Linked DNA regions of Sus scrofa: region 1 is linked to region 2. Evidence: chromatin contacts called from public HiChIP or PLAC-seq data. All regions are on one chromosome and are shown on one strand. Each heading gives the region's core, a stretch centred on a gene start, on an enhancer-like site or on the middle of the called end of the contact. The rest is flanking DNA. Distances are from core to core; before and after follow the strand shown.

Region 1 (6,851 bases), core at 53-2,552, 200 kb before region 2:
TGAGAAGTCTAAGAGGTAATGTGCCTCCACTCTTGAGACCAATTCACTAGCAGCTCAAGAAAATCAGTCTTGGGCTTCGTCGCAGCCAAAGAGCAAACCTCCAAACATCCCAGGCCTCTCCCCTCACCAGTGGGCAAGGTGCCCTTTATTTAGCCATATGGCTGTCTGATGTTTCTTGTTTACATCAGAGCAGGAATCCCTTGAGGGCAGGAGCTTCACATGTTTGAATCATCAGATGTTCATAACCTCTAAGGGGCTAGACCGACCCAGTGAGTACTGAAAACAGTGTGGATCTAACACAACACGACTGCTTGGTGCGATGGTTACTCTCACGGCTGTGAGGTGGTCATGCCAGGCTACACATGTGATAAAAATCAGAGCACCACACGTGCTCCAGTGTAAGGATAACTGATGAACTCTGAGGAAGTCCAGGGATTGTAGCAATGTCACTTTCTTCCTTTTGTTTTCCTGCTGTGGCTCTAAGATGTGAACTTTGGGGGAAGCTGGGGGAAGGGAGCATGGGACTTCCAGAAGCTTTCTTTGCAACTTTCTGTGAACTACAAATTTCAAAATAAAAAAAAAAATGTCATCGGTGAAGTCATCATTTAGCTAAATGTTCCCAGAAGAACATCGCATCCTGGGGCTCATGCGATCTACACGCGGGACAAACAATTCGTAGACTGACTGTCTCTACCTGTTCATCTGTACTGTCCTGTGCTTTGCAACGGGAGGCAGTTTGGAACAGAAGACTGCAACAGTCCCCACAAGGGCAGCGACAAGGTTCGCTGTAGGTCATTCTTCTCTATAGGGGAAGGTTGAGGAACTACAGTGTGGACGGAGTGGGAATTCACGATCCTGCAGGGAAGGGTGCGGGTCTCTCCGAAAGTCCCGCCACCTACCAGTCGGCCTTCTTCAGGCAGTCGACCGCTGCTCCCCGGCCCAGCAGGTATCGCACGCAGTCCCGGTGGCCCATGGAGGCCGCCTCGTGCAGCGGCCGCTTGTAGTCTCGGTTGGTGGCTTCGATGTCCATGTCCCAAGCCTCGACCAGATAGGTCAGGACGTCCAGGTGGCCGTGGCGCGCGGCGCAGTGCAGGAGGGTGTCCCCAGCCGGCCCCGCGCAGTCGGCGCGGCCTGCTGCCCGCAGCTCCTCCCGCAGGGCGCACAGCTGGCCTTCGTGCACCAGCCGGTACAACCGCCGCGGGTCCACAGACGCCGCCATGGCCCGAGATCCTCTACGGGCCGGGACGGCCCGGAGGACCCTCCTCCAGCCCCGCCCCTCCCCGGGACACTCTTCCGGATGCCCCGCCCTCGCCCCGGGGCCCCTCCCCCGGCCCCGCCCAGATCCCGGCCCCCTCCCCGGCCTGGCCCGCCCCCGGGACGCTGCCTCCCACGGACCACGCGTGCGGGCTCGCGCGAACGCACGCTCGGAGCCTGCCGCACGCCCTGGTTTCGCCCCGGAGCAAAACGCTAGGTAGTGGCGGCAGCGTCTGCCGGGAGGGACGCCCGCCCTGAGCCCGAGTTCACCCCGCCGCCGGGAGACCGGAGAGGCCTGCGCGGAGGCCGCACCAATGTGGGTCCCGAAAGCGGGGCAGGCCGGGGTAGGTTCTAAGCGTCTGAGTGCGGACGCCGCCGCCAGTCGGGATCACCTGGCAGCGCGGGCCCCCGGGGGACGGGGTGGAGCCCGCACGTTCCCGCCCCCAGCCCCGCTCCGCCCACAGTCCCGCCCCGCCCGACGCGGCCCTTCCGCGGGTCCCGGAGCTCAGAGGAACTCTGGGAAAGTTTCCACTCGTTTCTTCCGCCCTAGAGGAAGCACGGACGGGGCGGGGCCCGCTTGCGGTAGCCGCCCCTATTGCAAGTGCGCGTTCCGATTGGTCGCTGGGGCAGTCTGTCAGCGCGCCCCTTCCGCACACGCGTTTCGATTGGTCCGGAGCACAGTCCGTCAGCGCCGGCGGCGGGCTCTTCGCGGGGCTGCGGCGGGGGCGGAGCTGGCGGAGGAAGTCCGCGGCCTGCTCGGGCTCGCGCTGCCCGGGGGACGCTGAGACTGGGACGCCTGGGGGGCTCTGGCCCGGCGGCGGCGGCAGGAGCCCCGTTGCAGAGCGCCATAGTGCGTGAGGCCGCCGACGTGGCAGGGTGCGCGGGTGGGGCCAAGCCGTGTGGACGCTGAACCTTTGGGGGTCCTTAGCGGGGTCTGGCCTTGGGGCATGGAGCTGCCCGCGGGGGGCGTGGAGGGGCGCGGGCAGACTGCCGGTGAGGTGCAGGGGCGCAGTGGGGCGCGCACGCGGGGGAGGTCCAGGGGCTCACGGGACGCAGGGGTGCGGCGCTGCTCGGGGCTGTGGGAGTCACGGGGGACGTGGCCTCCGCTGCTGGCCAGCTAGCATTTCCTTTCCTTCTGCGTTGCTGTTTTGACCTTGGGCGAGTCATTTTATTGTATCCTTTTGCTTCCTTTTTTTTTGCAGTCTTCCTTTCCCCTTACCTGAACATTGAGAAAATTAAGGCGATGTGAAAGGGCCTTGAGCTGGTGGAGGGTACATTAAGATCTGAGCCTGCTGTGTGGGTTGATGGGAGAGCTGAGGGTAGCTGTTGAGTTTTTACCTGATCTTACTGGGTGCTAGTCATTCAACCCTCCGGGTGTTTTCAGTTGCTTTGGAGATAAAATGGGAGCAGCTACTATTTGCCAGGCCTGGAAACAATTATGCTTCACGTATGGTATTGCACTCTGGTTTACAAAGCACTTTACATTAATCACCCAGTTCACAAACAACCCTATAAGGCACCATGATTGGGGGGGGGGGGTAGCTGCGGCAGCGAAGCCTAAACAGGTTAAAGAGGTTAGCTTTTTCCCAGAGGTGGTATAAAGAAAGGCCTCTGGAAGGAAAGATGGTAGCACCCAGTGAGTGTCTGCTGGTGCGTGGTGCGCTGCTCAAGAGAGAAAAAAGACCTCTGGTACGAAAACAACCCCGTTTTACTAAAGAGCAGGTTGCGTTTGAATTTGGTGGACTGAATAATATGGATAGTTATGGAGACAGGACCAGGTCCAGTATCAGCTTTGCCAAAGTTGCTGTTCCATTGTATCTTGCCGCTTCAAAAACAGGAAGGCAGAAAAGTGCTTTGAACTGCATCAAGTTTTAGGACAGGCCAAGCATTGTTCTTAACTGCAGTTGTCTGTGTTGGTGCAAATGGAGGTTGAGGTATATGGTAGTTTCGCAATTGTTGCTGCTCAACACCCCACCCCCCACTTGCTAATGACCCTGGTATCTCTTCCCTTATGCCTCTAGTTTCCTTAAGCTTATTTATTTTTCTGTCTTTTTAGGGCCACATCCACGACATATGGACACTTCCAGGCTAGGGGTCTAATCGGAGCTACAGCTTTTGGCCTACATCACAGCTATGGCCATACCAGATCCAAGCCGAATCTGCAACTTATACCACAGTTCACAGCAACGCCAGATCCTTAACCCACTGAGTGAGGCCAAGGATTGAACCCGCAACTTCATGGTTCCTAGTCAGATTCGTTTCCCCTGAGCCTCGGCGGGGGCTCCATGTTTCCGTATTTTAAAGAACAAAATCGGTGCACGTTTGCACAATGGGACCGAGTGTTTTTAGACAACTAAATGATAAGGTATGTGAATCTGTCCACAGCCCCTGTGATTCTCCAGAGCAAAAGCTTGGTGTAGGAGGGGCAAATCTTGACAGTGAGCTCATGGATGCAGCTCTTCTGGGGTCTTAACTGGTTTCCCAGTTGCTCCGCTCATCCTTGTTGTGCAGGCGTGTGGGATTTGCAGTGTGCCCTTTAGTGACTCACTGCCCACGTGGCCATCGTTGGCATTGTGATTTGCCACTTGGCTGTCCTCGTTCCTTTTTCTCGTGTTGTGTTCTTTGGTTCCGTAGCATTCAGCCCTGGTCGTCGGTGCCGTGATCATTTGATAGGTTTTGTGGCCTGTGTGTGTGTGTGAACATGAAACTATTGACATTGCTCTCGGAAGTCTAATTTCAGATTGGTCATCGTCATTCTCTTTCTCTGCTTATCCTCTGCCTCTGTCCTTCCTAGGCTGGTTTTTATTTGAAGAGTGAGTGTGGAGTGTCTTTGCCTATCTGCCTGTGGAATCACCTGCTCACAGAGCATCTCATCAGAGCACCTCAGCTCTCAGGTCTCCAGCTGTCACGCGCATGTGTTTTCAGGACTAGCCTCATATTTCAGAGTACCTCCTGGAACTTGAATTTAAAATTATTCTATAGATGATTTTATTTATTTTTTGTGTCTTTTTGCCTTTTCTAGGGCCGCTTCCTGCGGCATATGGAGGTTGGCAGGTGAGGGGTCTCATTGGAGCTGCAGCTGCCAGCCTACACCACAGCCACAGCAACGGGGGATCCGAGCTGCATCTGCGACCTACACCTCAGCTCACGGCAACGCCAGATCTTTAACCCACTGAGCAAGGCCAGGGATAGAACCCGAAACCTCATGGTTCCTAGTTGGATTTGTTTCCCTTGCACCACAACGGGAACTCCTAGAGATGATTTTAAAACAACCAGCCATTTTCAAAACTGAAAACTTCACCTTCACGCTCGAAAGAAGTGATTTCTCCTTTACTCACTGTGGTTAATAACTTTATCACTGAGTTCTGGCTGGAATTGTCCGTCACCTGTGCTCTTCTCTCTCTTTCAGTCTCTCCAGTTAAAGAAGGTTTTTTGTTTGTTTGTTTGTTTGTTTTTTTTTAATTTCTTTTTACAGCCACACACGTGGCATATGGAAGTTCCCAGGCCAAGGGTCTAATCAGAGCTGCAGCTGGGCCTACACCACAGCCAGATCCTTAACCCACTGAGCCAGGCCAGGGACTGAACCTGCGTCCTCCTAGAGACAACGTTGAGTGCTTAACCCGCTGAGCCACATCAGAAACTCCAGAGAAGACTTGTTGCTCTTCACTTTCCCCTTCTCCCTGTTTGTGCTGCCACTGACCTGAGACCTCCCGCCTTGTTTTCCTGACAATCTGCCTGGCTGCTCATCGTCAGTCTCCAAAGGTCCTGTCCTACCATGTACATTTGATTTGGCATTGAACCCGCTTAAAAAGGCTGTGTGGTTCTCTGAATCCCCTCTCTGATAAAGTCTAAATGCCTTAGCTTATAAATGTATTCCTTTTCTTTAGGGACCTTTGTGCTTCCAAATTCTTTTGACATCCTTGTCCCCAGTCTGCAAGCCTCTTGTTCTCATGAACCTGGCTTCCCCCACAACAGTGCTGTGCATTTCTCCTTGGTTTTGCACGTAGAGTTTCTCTGGAACCCTGCTCCTCTTGTGAGGCTGAACTCCTCATAAAGCCCTTTTCATCCAACTGTTCACTTTTCTCTACGCCCACAGCGTGTTCACAGGCGAGTTTGTGTCGCACTTAAAGTGCCTCGTGTCTCACAGTTGGTGTTTGTTGTGAGACCTGCCTTCCCGGCAAGTGACATCATTCATTTCCGGGTGCGCGGGATCTCATGGAGCATTTGACACCCGAAGGGACCAAGAGGAGACGCTCTCGAGCTGCGCATAGTGGGTCTGGCCCGTCACAGACACGTGGAAGTGCTTGCGGGACTAGATCGTGGTTTGTGAGTCGTGATCGTCGTCTTGCTCTTCCTTCCTTTCCCTGTTCCTTCTTTTCCTTGTGAGAAGCACACGTCGGAAGCCCTGTCCGTCCTGAGTGAATGCCGTTCCAGGAGAGGGGGCAGGGGCCCGAGGGTATGCGCGGACCTGAGTGAGGTTGAGCCTGGCAGCCTCGGTCTTTGGTTTATGGGGAAGTGGGCCGTGGAGACGAGTCCTCGGGGAGCTGGCACCTTGTGTCTCCTTTCGCAGTTTGCTTCATGTGGAGCTCATGGGTGTGAAATATTTGCAGGTTCTTCCATCCTGAGTGCACAGGACTTGGTGGTATTTTCCATTTACTTGCGCTTTCTAAACACTTGCTGTACATCTTTGGTTGGGATGTTCCTCAGTGATGTTTAAAAAGGGACAGAGACATTAAACCCAGGGATTTTATTTCATTTGCTTTTTTTTAGGACTGCCCCTGTGGCATATGGAAGTTCCCAGGCTAGAGGTCAAATCAGCTGTAGCTGCTGGTCTACGCCACAGCCCCAGCAATGCGGGATCCGTGCCGTGGCTGCGACCTACACCACAGCTCATGGCAATGCCGGATCCCTGACCCACTCACTGAGCAAAGCCAGGGGTCAAACCCGAGTCGTCATAGATACTAGTCAGATTCAGTTCCTCTGCACCACAACGGGAACTCCATAACCCAAGGATTTTAGAAGCTACTTTGAATTTTTCTGGATGTGAAAGGGAGAATAGTACCTTAAAAAGAGCTCTGGACTTTAGGAATCAGAAGACCCACGTTCCCTCACCTCCAAACTATGTTGTGACTTAAAGCAAGTCTTCCCAAAGCCCCGGTTTAATTGTGGCCTGGGCACAGTTGTGCACGGATCAAATGAGAATATGGGAAAGAACTTGATTTGGTTTTTTTTGTTTGTTTGTTTTGTTTTTTGTCTTTTCTAGGGCTGCTCCAGTGGCATATGGAGGTTCCCAGGCTAGGGGTCGAATAGGAGCTGTAGCCACCGGCCTACGCCAGAGCCACAGTAACGCAGAATCCGAGCTACACCACAGCTCATGCCAACGCCGGGTCTCCAACCCACTGAGCAAGGGCAGGGATCGAACCCGCAACCTCATGGTTCCTAGTCAGATCCGTTAACCCCTGCGCCACAACGGGAACTCCTGATTTGTGTTTTTTGGGTTTCTTTTTTTTTTTTTTTTTTTTTTTTTTTGATTTTTAAGGCTGTACCTGCAGCATACAGAGGTTCCCAGGCTAGGGGTTGAATCAGAGCTGCAGCTG
Region 2 (7,097 bases), core at 4,258-6,757:
TAAGGCACTAACCTGCCTCCTTTGCCCAGCAAAGCAATAAAAGCTAAGGTTGTTTTTTTTCCTCCAAAACTCTGTCTTCACATTCCTATTTGGCCGCGGTGGGCAGAGGCTGATGTTCGGCCACCCTGGTTGTGCGTCCCCTCTAGCAGCCTCTTCCGGGTGCCCAGCCCTCTTTTCCCACCCCCTGCGCCCCCCCATGAAATGCCATGTGGTTGACCTCAGGCCCCCGAGGGCAGCGGTGCCCTTGAAGGAGGCTCTGGGTGTCACCCCTGAGTCCGATCCTGAAGTCAGGTCTCCGTGTGACTGCGATCCCAACCCTGACTGCCTTTGAACCTGCAATCTGGGTCTCCCGCCAGGAATGACTCCCCAGCTTTGGGACTCTCCAGCCTCTCACATGGAGCTGAGCCCCACAAACTTAGGTCTCCACGCCAACCCCAGAAATAAAAGCATCCATTCCACCAGACCTGTGACCAAGCCCCCCAGCCCTGAGCACGTGGCCTTCCTTCCAGAACATTCCCGGTCTCACCCAGGGCCGGCCCCTGCTGCCCCAGGATTGAGGGTTTCCGTTCTCATGCCACGCTAGTATTTTATTTAGGATGTTTGCATCGAGAGTCATGAGAATGGCTTATGGTTTTCTTTGGGCCCTGTTTGCTGGGTAGGCTAGCTCCATACAAGACACTGGAAGAAGAAGAAAAAAAGAAAAAAGAAAAAGAAACTGCGAGATTTCCTCTGTTTTAGAGGCTCTGGAACAGCAGAGGGAATTCATTGGCCCAGAGGTCTGGTGAAAGTCTCCTGTGGAAACATCTGGTATTTTGGAGAGTAGCCCTTTGCTCTTCCTCCATGCTTCTCCTGTGATAGTTGGTCTCTTTAAATTTTATAACGCATCTAAAGTCCACTTTGAGAAATTATATTGTCCTAAAAACTCTCTCTTTCCTCCACATTTTGCCATAAATTTATTGTCTGAACGATGTCATCTCTTGAGCGGGTTTTACTTTTCTCTGTCTCTAGAGTTAGTCCCCCCTTATGCCATATTTTGTATATTTGTGCTCTCTTTATTTTTTAGGGAACAGCTCACCTATTTATTTTTCAAAGAATAAGCACTTGGATTTATTTTTTAATCCTATATTTTTCTATTTTATACACCATCCTTTTAGGTTTTTATCTTTATTAATTACAACTTTCTGCTTTTTTTTTTTTTTTTTTTTTTTTTTTGTCTTTTTCAGGGCCACACCCATGGCATATGGAGGTTCCCAGGCTAGGGGTCGAATTGGAGCTATAGCTGCTGGCCTACACCACAGCCACAGCCATGCGGGATCCGAGCTATATCTTCCACCTACACCACAGCTTATGGCAACGCCAGATCCTTAACCCACTGAGTGAGGCCAGGGATCAAACCTGCGTCTTCATGAATGCTAATCGGGTTCATTAACTGCTCAGCCTCAACGGGAACTCCATATTTTGGTCTCTTTCTAACTTCTCGCATAGAAGCTGAATTCTTTTGGTTTGTTCTGACTTTTTAATTAATACTGTCATTTAAAACCACGCTTTCCTCTTAGCACTATTTTAGCTAAATCCCCTGGCTTCTGATATGCCATTCCATATCCATATTTTTCTAGGCATCAGCCACATCATTGTTTTCCTTTTGTTCCTAGTGTCATCTAAGATGTAAAAACTCCTATGGAATTAGGAATGTTTTATTTTCTGTTTCTTCAGTAATTTCTGGTTTTAATGAATTTTGATCAAATAATATTGTCCGTATGCTTCTACTTATTGGACTGTATTAGGATTTTCTCGGTGGCCTAAAATATGGCCAGTTGTGAATGTTCCAGGGGCCCTTGAAAGGATGTAATCTCTGATTTATTGCTCAGAGTTTGATGTATTAAATCTACCATATTAATCATATTTTTAGGACTTCTCTTTCCTCATTTACCTCTGTGCCCTTAAGCTGGCAAAAACTACAACAGTTATTCCTGCCTATTCTCTTTATGTCTCCTACAGTGTTTCCTATGAGTTATGAAATTATGCTATTCACCGCATAGGTATTCCTTTTATTTGTTCATTGTGAATTGTAATTCCTATGGTTGTAAAATGCCCTCCTTAATTTCACCTAAGCTTTTTGCCCTGAAGCCAACCCTGTATAATAAATAGTAAATTTGTGATCCCTTTGTTTTTTTGTCTTTTTGTCTTTTTAGGGCCACACCCATGGCATATGGAGGTTCCCAGCCTAGGGGTCAAATCGGAGCTACAGCTGCCAGCCTACACCGCAGCCACAGCAATGCAGGATCCAAGCCACGTCTTTGACCTACACCACAACTCACGGCAATGCTGGATATTTAACCCACTGAACAAGGCCAGGGATCGAACCCACGTCCTCATGGATACTAGTCGGGTTTGTTAACCACTGAGCCACGACGGGAACTCTTTTTTTTTTTTTTTTGATCCCTGCTTCATTTATGTTTGCATATCTTGGTATGTCTTTTCCATTTTGAGTTTTCAGTGTTTCAGTGTCACTCTATTTTGTGCATTTTCTTGTAGAAATGCAGAGCTGTGTTGTGCCGTGTGCGCCAGTTGAAAGTTGTACTCTTTTAAACAAGTAAGTTGGCTCATCTACATGTCTTCGTGTAAGATGTGTGGTCTTTGTCATGTTGTTTTGTTATGGCTTCTGTTCTGCAACTTTTTCAAATATTTCACTGGGTGATTTTTATATGCTGTAGTTGTGTGCATGTGTTTTGGATAATTTGAAAGGTCTGTATTTTAGTTTGGGTTACCATGATAATTAGAATTTACATGAAGCCTTTTTGTTTTTTGTCTTTTTTTTTTTTTTTTTGCCATTTCTTGGGCCGCTCCCGTGGCATATGGAGGTTCCCAGGCTGGGGGTCAAATTGGAACTGTAGCCGCCGGCCTATGCCAGAGCCACAGCAATGCAGGATCCAAGCCGTGTCTGCAACCTACACCACAGCTCACCGCAATGCTGGCTCCTTAACCCACTGAGCAAGGCCAGGATCGAACCCACAACCTCATGGTTCCTAGTCGGATTCATTAACCACTGAGCCACGATGGGAACTCCAGGAATTTATATGAAGCCTTTAGCCAGCTCTTTCTTCAGATTGTCTACTGATTCCCTTTAAGATTTTTTTCTTTTGCCCCTTTTCCTAATCATCAGAATTTAGTTAATTATATCCTTTCTTCATATGTTCCTTTGTACTAAGATATGTATTTATTTTCCTTATTATTTTTTGCCATACAGCACCCTATCTGTCTATCTATGTACCTACTTATCTATCTTTGTTTCAGCCAAGCCTGTGGCACGTAGAAGTTCCTAGGCTAGAGATCAAACCTGTGTCACAGAAGACAGCCTGAGCCACTTGATTTATCAGCTTGAAATGTTTAACCCCCATGTATGTTGCAGAACTGAACTTGGGTCGGCTTTGCCTGCAGGCAGTGAAGCTGATCTACTGACACCAAGTGGTGGTGAAGGAAACTACAGCCTCGATCGCTCTGCACCCCACCAGGGGAATGAGCAGCGCGCCCCGCTCCAAAGACCTGAACTCTGCCAAGGCTTTCCGGGAAGGGTTAAAACGCAGTGCCGGGAGGGGGCTGCTGGGTGTGGGGTCAGCTCGAGCACAGTTCTTGGATTGGTGAGCATCAAGGGGAAGGGTCAAGCATCATCAGCCTTCGGAGGTCTCCGTGCTTGCGTCAGCAGTTTTCATCTGGGGGGGGGGGTCTGCTTCCGGTAGGAACAAGTCAGGCATGTGTGTCCTGCCTTTATCTCTGTCTTTCAGGGAACAGGGAGTTTGGTCGGTCTACTATGTGCGGATTTATAGTCCAAATTGTTACCAGTTTCTTGGCCCAATAGCTCTTCTTTGTTTCTGCGTCTTCACATTGTCAGCTTAAAAAAATACACATTGTCGACTCAAAAAAAAAAAAAAAAAAAAAAAAAAAGAAAGCTGAGAGTTAAGTTTTATTTGGGGCAAAATTCGGACCTAGGTCCAGGAGACAGCATCTCAGGTAGTCCTGAGAAACTGCTCCAAGACGGTGAAGAAGGAGCTAGGATACACGGGAGTCTTTTTGCAGCAAAGGGCCGGGAGCAGGAACAAAAGAGTCCTGGGCTCACAGATACCATTCCTTTGATATGCACCTCTGCTGTCGGGGCCTGTATCCTGAGTTTTCACAGCCTGCAGGACTCGCCCGCTCTCACCCTGGGAGGTGACTGCATTCATGGATGACCCTGACATTCTTTGTTTTATCCTTAACTACAGCCCAAGTGGTGGTATTTCAGGTAGCTCTGCAATGCTGCTCCCAAGTGGAAAGGGGGATATCAGAATATGATAAAGAGGAAAGGGGGATACCAGAATACGATAAAGGGGAGGGGAGGTGCATACAGCACACACCCATTTTGCAAAATTTGTTGCTCTCTCCTGAAGGTCACAAGGAGCAGACATCCCCATGAAGGATTTTAGTGTTTTTCTAGATATGAAAATTTGCAAGAATTGGGCACATAAAATCTTCTCCTAAAAATATCTATCTGAAGAACTGTGCTTGCAGTTTTCCCAAAGCACAGAGTGCCTCTCTGATTTTCACCCAGAGTTCTGCTCAGGGGGTGCCGTGGGTTGGCAGGTGCGGTGGCTCATGATTTAATCCATGTAGAGGCTGATGGCAAGTGCCAAACTCCAGTTCACACAAGCATTACCTTTTGAGCCAGCCTTTTTTTTTTTTTTTTTTTTTTTTTTTTGTCTTTTTGCCATTTCTTGGGCCACTCCCGCGGCATATGGAGGTTCCCAGGCTAGGGGTCAAATCGGAGCTGTAGCCACCGGCCTACGCCAGAGCCACAGCAACGCGGGATCCGAGCCGCGTCTGCAACCTACACCACAGCTCACGGGCAACGCCGGATCCTTAACCCACTGAGCAAGGGCAGGGACTGAACCCGCAACCTCATGGTTCCTAGTCGGATTCGTTAACCACTGAGCCACAACGGGAGTTCCCCGAACCAGCCTTTCGAGACTTATGGAAGGCAAAGCCTTTTATTTCAAAGGACAGGGACACAAGGCCTTGCCTACAGTTTTGAACGCAGATGTGAGAATCGTATTTACACAGAACTCCACCTTCTTTTTCCTCCCAGCTTCTGTTATGTCGTTTTTAAACTTTGACGCTTTAGAACATCCACACCCTCCCTGTGTTTCCTTAGTCCTACACTTACTTCAGCGCTTTGGGCCATTTCTTCTGAAGCCCTTCGTTTTCCCAGTCACCTCTCCTATTGTCATTTATTTTCAGCTTTGCCCAAACGGCGGGATGGTTTCGCAGCCCTGCACCAGTCGTCCTCCTCCCGATGGCGGGGAGTGGGAGGGGGTGTTACTGAAATGTGGCAACCTTGCGACACGGCGACATCTTTTGGCGGGAGAGAGGGACGCGGGCGCGGTGGCGGTGCGATGAGGTCCTCCCGCGGACAGGGGGCGCGCGGCGGGGCGGGCGTCCTCGGCGCAGGCGCAGCGCGCCTCTCTCCCAGCCGCACACGCCGTGACCCCGCGCAGCCGCGCGGCCCGCGGACTCTGCGTAGGGGTTGGCGCCGGAGCGGTCCGGCCGTCGGGGGCTGACGCCGAGCGCTCTGCCCGCCGTCTCCGCGGCGCGTCGGCCCCGGTGCGTGGCCGCCCGGGAGCGTCGGCCGGGCGGACCGGGTAAGTGGCGCCCGGGGCAGGGGGCGAGCGCCTCCCGGGCGGCGCTGGACGCGAGGCCGCCGCTTTCGGCCGCGCCGTGAGGGCCGGGGGTCCCAGGCCGTCCCCCGGCCGCCATCCCCTCGCCTCAGGCGGCCTGGCCCCGGCCGACTCTCCGCGTCTCCCTTCGCGCCCCGCCGCCCCTTTCCCTTATTTGCCCGGGTTATCGGGCCCGGTCTCCTCTCCCGGATTCTCATTTTCCGTCTGTGTGTCCTCGTCTCTTCTGGCCCCGCGGGCGTGTTTGGGGAAAGTTGCCCGGTCCGTGACCTGGTGGGCAGGCCTGGGTCACCTGTGGCCCCGAACGCTTGCACCCCTCCCGGTTGGAGGGTGCAGAGGAAGGAAGCCGTTTCCTCCCCCGGCCGCAGAGCGGGGAATCCAGGTGTGGACATCTCTCAGAGACCCGGGTTCACCTGGCCGCGCAGGAAGACGGGACTCCGGCTCTAGCGCTGCCCTCGTCCGTGCAAAGCGGCGTTGCAGCTCTCACGTCCAATCGCCAAGCATCTTTTGAACATCTCCCTTTACCCAGACCATTTGTCAGCAACGAACAGTGGCTGCAAGATAAATAAGCCTCTGTCCTTGCAGTCTGGAAGATTGGTCTTTCGGGAAACAAGCATAAAGGCATGGGTTGATCTGAGGGACTGGAGGGGGGTCTGGAAAGGCTTCCAAGAGGGAAGGAGGCTTATAACTGAACCTTGGAGGTCTTTGGTTCGATGTGCAAGATGGGGGAACGGTTTCCTGCAGAAGAAATAAGTGCGAGAGCGGCAGAGGCCGAGCGTCTTAGCGCGTTTCGGAAACTGCAGCAAAGGCAGAGAGGCTTGAAGAGGGCAGGTCAGGTCAGGTCAAGAAGGTGGGAGAAGTCAGTAGTGGAGAGCCGTGGAAGGGATTTATTGCTAGAGGCAGGCGGATGGGTGGGAAGTAGGACCTTCTGGACGAGGGCGAAACGCAACATCCTCAAGTAGGTGAGGACTGCGTCTCCTCCAACAGAGTTTTTAAAGAGTGCGAGTCAATTTCCAGTTTTATGGGGTGAAGGACACAGACGTTTTGATTATAAAACACAAAGACATTTTGGGAGTGTAGGATATTAGTAACTTAAACTGAGGGTGTTTTCTTTTTAGAACCTTATCAAGAGATGGACGCGGTGCAGTTTAGAACAGTGAGTAGGCTGTGAGCCGGCGGGAGATGTGAGAGGTGTGGGCACTGAGGAGCTGACCCTGGGGCTCTCTGATGGCTGCGGACAGACTTTACAGAAAACAGGAATCTGGAGAACTGTCTTGCGTTTCCAAATGCAACTTTGTAAAGTGGATGTCTCTTTACCTGGCTTGTTTTTTTGTTTTGCTTTTGTTTTTGCCATTTAGAGCCACACCTGTAGCATATGGAGGTTCCCAGGCC

The links. HiChIP or PLAC-seq counts read pairs in DNA pulled down with a chosen protein or histone mark.
Region 1: an H3K27ac HiChIP or PLAC-seq map of skeletal muscle shows a contact between it and region 2. The contact joins the promoter of ANKRD16 here to the promoter of RBM17 in region 2. A contact is called at or near these places in 3 of 47 Hi-C or Micro-C datasets (liver and skeletal muscle) and 1 of 2 datasets of contacts at active chromatin or transcription factors (skeletal muscle).

The regions. Positions count from the first base shown.
Region 1 is chr10:65,103,494-65,110,344 of Sscrofa11.1, reverse strand. ANKRD16 (ankyrin repeat domain-containing protein 16) reads right to left here and starts at 1,302. Exons shown (of 7, transcript XM_005668213.3): 1 at 900-1,302. The coding sequence starts at 1,219. FBXO18 (F-box DNA helicase 1) reads left to right here and starts at 1,370. Exons shown (of 20, transcript XM_021065040.1): 1 at 1,370-1,598.
Region 2 is chr10:64,907,416-64,914,512 of Sscrofa11.1, reverse strand. It overlaps RBM17 (splicing factor 45), which reads left to right and starts at 5,507. Exons shown (of 12, transcript XM_003130822.6): 1 at 5,507-5,672. It overlaps LOC110255720 (a long non-coding RNA gene), which reads left to right. Exons shown (of 3, transcript XR_002336422.1): 2 at 2,536-2,593; 3 at 3,410-3,907.